Regions from separate parts of the Mus musculus genome. Here region 1 is linked to region 2. Evidence: chromatin contacts called from public promoter capture Hi-C data. All regions are on one chromosome and are shown on one strand. Each heading gives the region's core, a stretch centred on a gene start, on an enhancer-like site or on the middle of the called end of the contact. The rest is flanking DNA. Distances are from core to core; before and after follow the strand shown.

Region 1 (3,640 bases), core at 2-2,501, 2.8 Mb before region 2:
TAGCCTGGTCTACAAAGTGAGTTTCAGTACAGCCAGCCTGTCTCTCAGAGAAACAAACATATGGCACAGAAACCCTGTCTCTCCAACAAACAAACAAACTATAGAAACTAAAACTGCTAGCATATAAAAATATTGAACCCTAATGGTTTCTATATATAGTGAAGGAGGCAAAGGCTTTTTCAAGGGGTATAAAGAAAGCCCTGAACTCTCTGCCATCTTTTTCTTCCACAGAGTCTTATACAATATAGGACAATTTGAGTGTAGGAAGGACAAAGGTTCATTTTTAAAATAAACATGGTCTCTCAAAGTTGACCTTGTAGTCTTGAAACAACATATTCACAATACTCCTGTTTATACCAGCTATGTGTTGTAACATTGCTACCTTACAGGTCTGGGGAAAGACCTGTGAAAGACAACCTTGGAAAAAACCACTCTAACTGAGTAGCAGCATTCCATGGGTGGCGTCTTAGGCAAACCAAGGGCAAAGGAAGTTGGGCACAGTGTCCATTTCCCCCAGCTTCTTCATTGCAAATGCAATGTGATTGGCTGCCTATACTCCTTCCAACAGGACTTCCATATCAGGATGGACTGGACCCTAGGACCTTGAGGCAAACTAACTGCCTGTTCAGTCTACTTCTCTTAGGATATTTTATCACATCAAGGGGAAAGTAATTAATTCAGCCTCCTGTCAATGACTATACAATGCTAGAGTGAAGTTAGGTAAGTGTTGGGCGTTTCACTGCACACCCATGTATACTTTCTGAAAAGTTGTTTCTATTGTATCTCTGTGCATGGAACTGATCTGAGCAAGATAAATAAGCATATTCCTCATGAAAGTGGTAGTGGAGTTTGATCTCCTACAGAAACAAGCTGCCTTATCGTTCTCATGATTTTTAGAAAGAAAACCTTCAAGTGTTAAAATGATATAAAACAAAAGTGGCAATCTGCAGCTCTCCGGTGCCTCCTCCTCCTCCTCACAGCTGAGGGTTTGGATTGACTAGGGCACACCTGGAGTTAGCCCCAAGGTTTGGGGTCCATTTCCAGGCCAAAACCTAAGTTTCCAGTTCAGGGCCTCCAGATTCCATTAAGGTTCCCATGAATCAGGCAGGGCTAATTCAGTCCTAAGCAATCAATCACACTCACTCCATTTTGTGAGTAGGAGTGATTGATGGTCCTCTCCTGGTCATGGCTGACCTAGACGTAGGAAGCAGACCTGAGGACGATGCCTCATGTGTGAGTGGCTTATTTAGAATCAGTCAACTGAAAGAAACGCTCATGTGCCTTCCCTCCCTCCTAACTAAGACAAACCCACATCCTTCATACATTTCCTGCTGGCTCTCACTGGCTTGGAACTAGTGTCATTCTCATCCTGTGACTTTCAAAGCCAATCTGCATGCCTGCACCCCTGCACAATATCTTACAGCCCTCAAAGCCCGGAGACTTCCATATTTTTTTTTCCACTTGATCTTTTCTGTTTAAACTCTTGTCAGCTGGTTTGTAAACTCTTGCGTCTTCTTCCATACCAAGGAAAAAGGCAGGAGTTGTTCTCTTCCTTTCTGCTTTCGTGTCATTTGTTACAGAAGAGAAAGACAAGAAGGGTAGTTTCAACTGGCCTTCCCTTTTTTCACATTGTTCTTTGAAGCAGCAAGGGGGTGGGGGTGGGGGCACGGAGGGCAGGCTGCCTCTCTGATTCTGAATTAATATATTTTGCTTGCAGTGTTGGCAGCTGTGGTGTTTTATGTATTCTTTTCTCCTTCTTGAGAATATTCACGTTGTTTCTCAGAGAACAGCATGGCATCCTGTTACCGTCATCATTATCTTTCAGCCAAGAATCTCCACTGCTGTTCGCTTCCACATGCAAGTCTCTCCCACTCGTTTCTGTGATAAGAAGCTTCCTCCTGTCCTCACACTCATGGAATCCACATTGGCAGCTCCGTGTTGTCAAAGGGAGGCCAGTGTTCCCCACTATTTTCAGGATTGTTATCTTCTCTCCGATCACTGAGGTTGCAAAACCTGTTACAGAAATGATTAGAGAAGTTTCTAAAGTTCACAAAGGAAAGGCCTCACTAAAAGAATTTCTATTCATCATTTCTCTTCATTGGTGAAGAGGAAACACAGGGCTCTTCCCTCTTGTTTTGGAGAAATACCATGGTTACAAAGCAGTCACCACATGAATTAGCAGGAAATTTCCACCAGGATCTGTTAGAGAAAAAGCACAAGGTCACTGATACCTCTGAGAGAAGAGGTGATGATTACCAGTGTGGGTAGAAAGAGAGTACAGCCCTTGTTCAGCATTAACGGTAACTCATTCAAACTGCAGTCAACTGCACACCTAGATGTATATGATATGATAATCAGAGAAGAGTGTTATAAAATACAAAATACATCTGTGTGGGTATATGCACTGTGTATGTGTCTGCTAAGATGCATTTTTGAAAGCTCAATATTTTTGTTTAAATAAAAACATGAGAACAGATTCTTTTCTAAATTTAGCTGAATCCTCAAAGGAGGGAAATACTTTTAGGCAACGTTTTTAATTGTATAATCTTTGTCTTGGCCCCAAATACAATAAACACATTCTATGGTAATTTGCAAATATTATTTCTTTGGGTGTTATGATTAAATTCCTCCTTCACTGTAAAGGTTAGCAAATACCATAAATACATGTTTTGGAAAAAAATGTAGTGGAATAGTTCATATCACATTTAATTCTGTCAATGCTTTAAGTAAGGATTGTCCAGTGAAGCTGGTAGGCTTCACATTTTGGGAACTGAATTGGGAGAGAAGGAGCATGAGGGCTGGTGAGAGAAATAAGGCGTGCTTTTGTTGAGTGTCAGTATCCTATATGTGGCCTACACTTCTCATGGAAACAGGTATAAATTCCCCCTTACTCTCAAGAGCATGGTGCCCCTGACATCCTAGGCAGTGCCTTACTCTGAAGACAGGGGCAGCACACTGAATTCAGGGGAAGTAGGCAGACAGCCCACCATGAACAGTTCTTCTTTCTTCTTTCTGACACTGAGACAGTGTGGTGTGAAGTATTGTTGAATCACAGAAGGAATCTTTTGCTGCAGGTCATATAAACATTCTTAGATCAAGAAGCAAGTTTAGGCCCAAGTCAGGAGAATGAGAACACTTAAAAATGAAGAGAAAGAAAGTATATAAAATAACGTCCTAATGATTAAGTAGCTACAACCCTTCCTGATGGGAAAGAACATTGGGATAATTGTCTTATCAAGTGGTAAAACTATTTTATTCTGTCACTTTCTAAGGCTGAATGTGTTTTTTAGTACAGGGCACATTATGGCCTTAAATAAACAAAACACAGAACCTGAGCCATATAGCAGAATGGGTTTATTAATGTTATTTGGTGATATGATTTTTAAGCAAAGAATATATTTGTTGAGATATGATAACTTTTGTGATAGAGACAGGCAGATGCATATCAAATGCACACATACATCAGAGGGCAGATAAGAAAATATTGGCCTTGCTTCCAATGAGATAGAAAAAAAAGATAGACAATTATTATTCATCAGAAATGTGGTGGAAAGAAATCAGGGCCAGGTATGTGGAACCTCCAGGAAACACAGTTGCAAGCAAGTAAACAGTAAAATTTTCATGCACATTATTGAAATGC
Region 2 (3,643 bases), core at 771-3,270:
CAGGAAAGACTTTTCTCCTTTCGGTGTTCTTTATCAGCTCTGCTCTGCAATGAGTTTGGAAATAAAATTCTCTGTCTTGTTTCATGTCACTTAAACGTGCCTAGCTATTCAACATGCACAAAGGCAGAATGATCTGGAATAACTCATTTGTAATCAAGTCCCTTAAGATTTGGTCTGAATAGTCCAGAGTCTGAGCACCGTTGTTTTGCAAAACAGGTCTGAAATCATCAGTTTGTATATTTCACTTGCTGCTTTGTCTACATCCCTCCCAAACTGTCTTAATTTATCCTTCATTTCACACATACTCCAAAAAACATCTGACATTAACAGTATCTGCAAAAACACTTATTACAAATAATTCGGTTTTCAATCACATGAAATATTTTAAACCTTAATGGTCTTATCCGTACTTCAGATGCTTGCCTGAACATTCATTTTTTTTTTTTTTTTTGCTAGTGTGTGGGTTCTATCACCTCTATTCATGTGCTGTTCTTTTTATAATACAATGAAATCAGCAATAACATATCAACAAAAATTATCTGAAGAATACAGCTCAGGAGGCAAAGTCTCAGCAGCACAATATTGAAGACCGATTTAAATACTGCTCTCCATAGTGAGGAAATACAACAAATTGAAACTCTAATCAGAATATCAACGCAAGTATATATTACCAAGATCTTCTGACATGCTAACAATAAAAAGTATTGGATACCATGTCCTTAATCTCTATTTTTCTGTAATCATTTCAACAGTCAACAAGTAGCTAGCTTCAGTGTGGACAATTGAAGAGAACTTAAATGCATCGTGACATGAGTGTATCAGCCTGCTGAATAATTTCCTTTAAAACTGACTATGTCAAAAAATATGTATAAATGTCTTTCAATAGAGCACAATAAAAGAAAAAAGATTGTTGCCACTTATCAATCCTGTAACCATTTTTAATAACCCCCAATATTTGCATTGTGGGGTGCACTTCCTTATCCACCAGCACGATAAAATACTGTGAGAGACAAGGGGATAATATCTTGCGCTTTTATTAAATTTTTACAAAACTCTCCAGTTATATTTGTTTAGCTATTTGTCTCAGATTAGCAACATTTTGATGATATCTCTAGCTACATTAGAATGCACGGAGACATTGGCACAATGTCAGTGGCTAAGCAAAGCTCTTGCTGGTTTGCAGTGAACAAATTCTTTTCATTTCAAAGGTTTATTATTTCAGAACACTTAAAAATACAGTTACCTTAAACAACAAAAGGATGTCTCAAGTGAGCCCTCTTCCCAGAAACAACAGCCAGTGAAATCAGGTGAAACGTTTGTTTTCAACATAAATGTCTTTTTATGAATTAGAAAGTTGGCCTGATGTTATCCAGTTCAACACAGAAATGTTAGGGGAAATGCTCAGTTGTGACGAAGCTTATCATTTTATGTGATACAATTTTCTTGCTTCTTAGTGGCTGTTTTATCCAGTTATGTTTGAGAACCTTCTTATAGCTCTTTACATATTGCCTGAGAGGGAGTATTTTTCTCACTGAAATTTAAGAGGCCCTCTCCTATTGTTATTTATAGTGGCTTTTTTTTTTCTCTCGTTATGTGTATTTCTGATAATTCGAGTTTTAAAGTAGCTATCAGTTAAGGGCACATGGTCTCATGTATTTTACGAACAATTACTTTTAAAAGCACTTTCAATCTAAAACTTTTCTATACTCAGTCTTTAACATTTTAGTCTAAAATCATGAAAAGATACTAGTATAATATTTCCATAAAGGAAGTATGAATTTGACAGTTGCAGTTATGAGACAGAATACACCTTTCTGCACTGAAAGAAACAAGCTGATATTTGGCTCATAGGTAAGAGCCTTCCAATCTGTAGAAATGATTATGCATTTGTGCCAGCAATACTTTCAAGTAGTTAACCCACAGTACAAATGTAAAGTTACATACCTTTTCTCCATGGTGACTTGCTATTAAAACTGCCATCAACTCCTTTTACTGACTCTTACAACAAAACGGAAAGGAGTAAGGTCACGTGTCCTAAGGGGAGGCCTGTGTTCGTTGCTGCTTAATTTCAGTACTTAAGAAAAAAAAAAAAAAGGCGGGGGCAAAGGGTGAGCAGAGACTTTAAAAAACAACCCACTTCCTGGGTACATGTAGTTAACCACATTATTCCCCTTAGAGTTTGCCTTGCACAGTCAGTCAATAATATCATTATTTATCAATGTTATAGTCAGTTTTCAAGTGTCGTATATTTATATGTGGTGCATCAAGTTATTCTAAAAGAGAAAATGTGATTAAAATTTTAGCCACTGGGTTGGGTTGGGTCAGGGGAGGAACTGGCTGTCAAGAAGAGTGGAAAGTTCCTCTTTCTCTGTCTTCTAGTAAGGCCTGGGTTATCTTATGTATATTCATGCTATCAAAAAAGCACTGCATATCTATTGGGAAACCAAGACCTCAGCTCTAACCCAGTACTGGTACTTGCCACACTTGTGGCTAGACATACAAGAGACTACTTGAGTTAGGTGCAGATGCACCAGAACTTTAGAGCAGGAATCCCAGAGCCAGCAGGTGCCCAGGGAGAGTTGCTCAGAATGCCTGCTATAGCATGAAACAGCATGAAGTTTCACCCTGGCACATTCTCTCTGAGTTTCCCAAGCAGATCTGAAATGCCATGAAAAATATTTGTGCAAACCACACAGCCCTTTAGTCTAACATAAAGAAAACGTCAGAATAAACTGTCCAAGGGCTGTCCTTTGGGCAAGCGCCTGTCCCTCTGATAGCAAGCTTCAGCTGATCTCAGGATCAGCCCTCATGTGTGCATCTACACTGAAAGTCTGCCCCTTAGTTACCAGGCTTAGTAAGGTTTTGAGATTTGCAAGGTATCACAAAAAGGAGATCGGTGGAAGATTTTGAGGGTGGGTTGGTGTCCTTATCCCTCTACTGGGAGTCCCGTATAACGCAGGAGGTAGCCACTCCATATCTGCTACTGTTAGGAGTCTCAGCTACAGTCACCTTCATAGACTGCCTGAGGTCTTCCCAATGCCAGATCTCTGGCATGTCAGAGTCATTCCCCCACCCCATCCCCCACCAGGCCAATTTCTCTTCACTCTCCCGGCTCTCCCTAAACCTACACACCATTCCCCATCCTCTCTCCCCTGCATTTCCCTTCCTCCACCCATCCCCAGTGACTATTTTACTTCCCCTTCTAAGTGAGATTCAAGCATCCTTCCTTGGGCCCTTTTGGTTATTTCACTTCTTTGGCTCTGTTGGATTGTAGCATGGGTATCCTTAAGGCTAATGTCCAATTATAAGTGAGTATATACCATGCATGTCAGTTTTGGTCTGGGTTACCTTACTCAGGATGTTTTGTAGTCCCATCTTTTGTCTGCAAATTTCACGATGTTCTTACTTTTAATAGCTAAGTAGTATTCCGTTGTGTAAATGAACGGCCCTTACTTACTGGCTGATTGCTATGAAGCGACTTCATGATCAAGGCAACTCTTACAAGAGAAAGAATTTAACTGAGGGGTTGCTTAAAGTTTCAGAGGTTCAGTCCGTTATCAACATGGCAGAAAGCAGACAGGCGTGGCACAGGAGCAGAGTCATTTCCTTCCAAATGTGTGAGAAAATAGATCACAGTATCTTC

Evidence for each region. Promoter capture Hi-C pulls out the DNA fragments that hold promoters and counts their contacts.
Region 1: a promoter capture Hi-C map of the HPC-7 cell line shows a contact between it and region 2, with 13 times the contacts expected there. The contact joins the enhancer-like site here to the promoter of Arhgap15 in region 2. A contact is called at or near these places in 7 of 39 promoter capture datasets (the C10 cell line, the HPC-7 cell line, cranial neural crest and 4 more), 1 of 484 Hi-C or Micro-C datasets (pro-B cells) and 1 of 115 datasets of contacts at active chromatin or transcription factors (large pre-B cells).

The regions. Positions count from the first base shown.
Region 1 is chr2:46,523,057-46,526,696 of GRCm38.p6, reverse strand. No RefSeq gene overlaps it. Among named protein-coding and RNA genes, the nearest start is that of Gm13470, 82 kb to the right of the region's middle. Within about 2 kb of position 1,251, at least 19 of the 459 cell types and tissues checked have an H3K27ac peak or open chromatin away from gene starts, as enhancers often do. A contact at or near this core is called in the HPC-7 cell line and pro-B cells, where this site is marked.
Region 2 is chr2:43,747,201-43,750,843 of GRCm38.p6, reverse strand. Arhgap15 (Rho GTPase activating protein 15) reads right to left here and starts at 2,020. Exons shown (of 14, transcript NM_153820.3): 1 at 1,945-2,020. The coding sequence starts at 1,955. The region is part of intron 1 of Gm39804 (a long non-coding RNA gene); the gene reads left to right.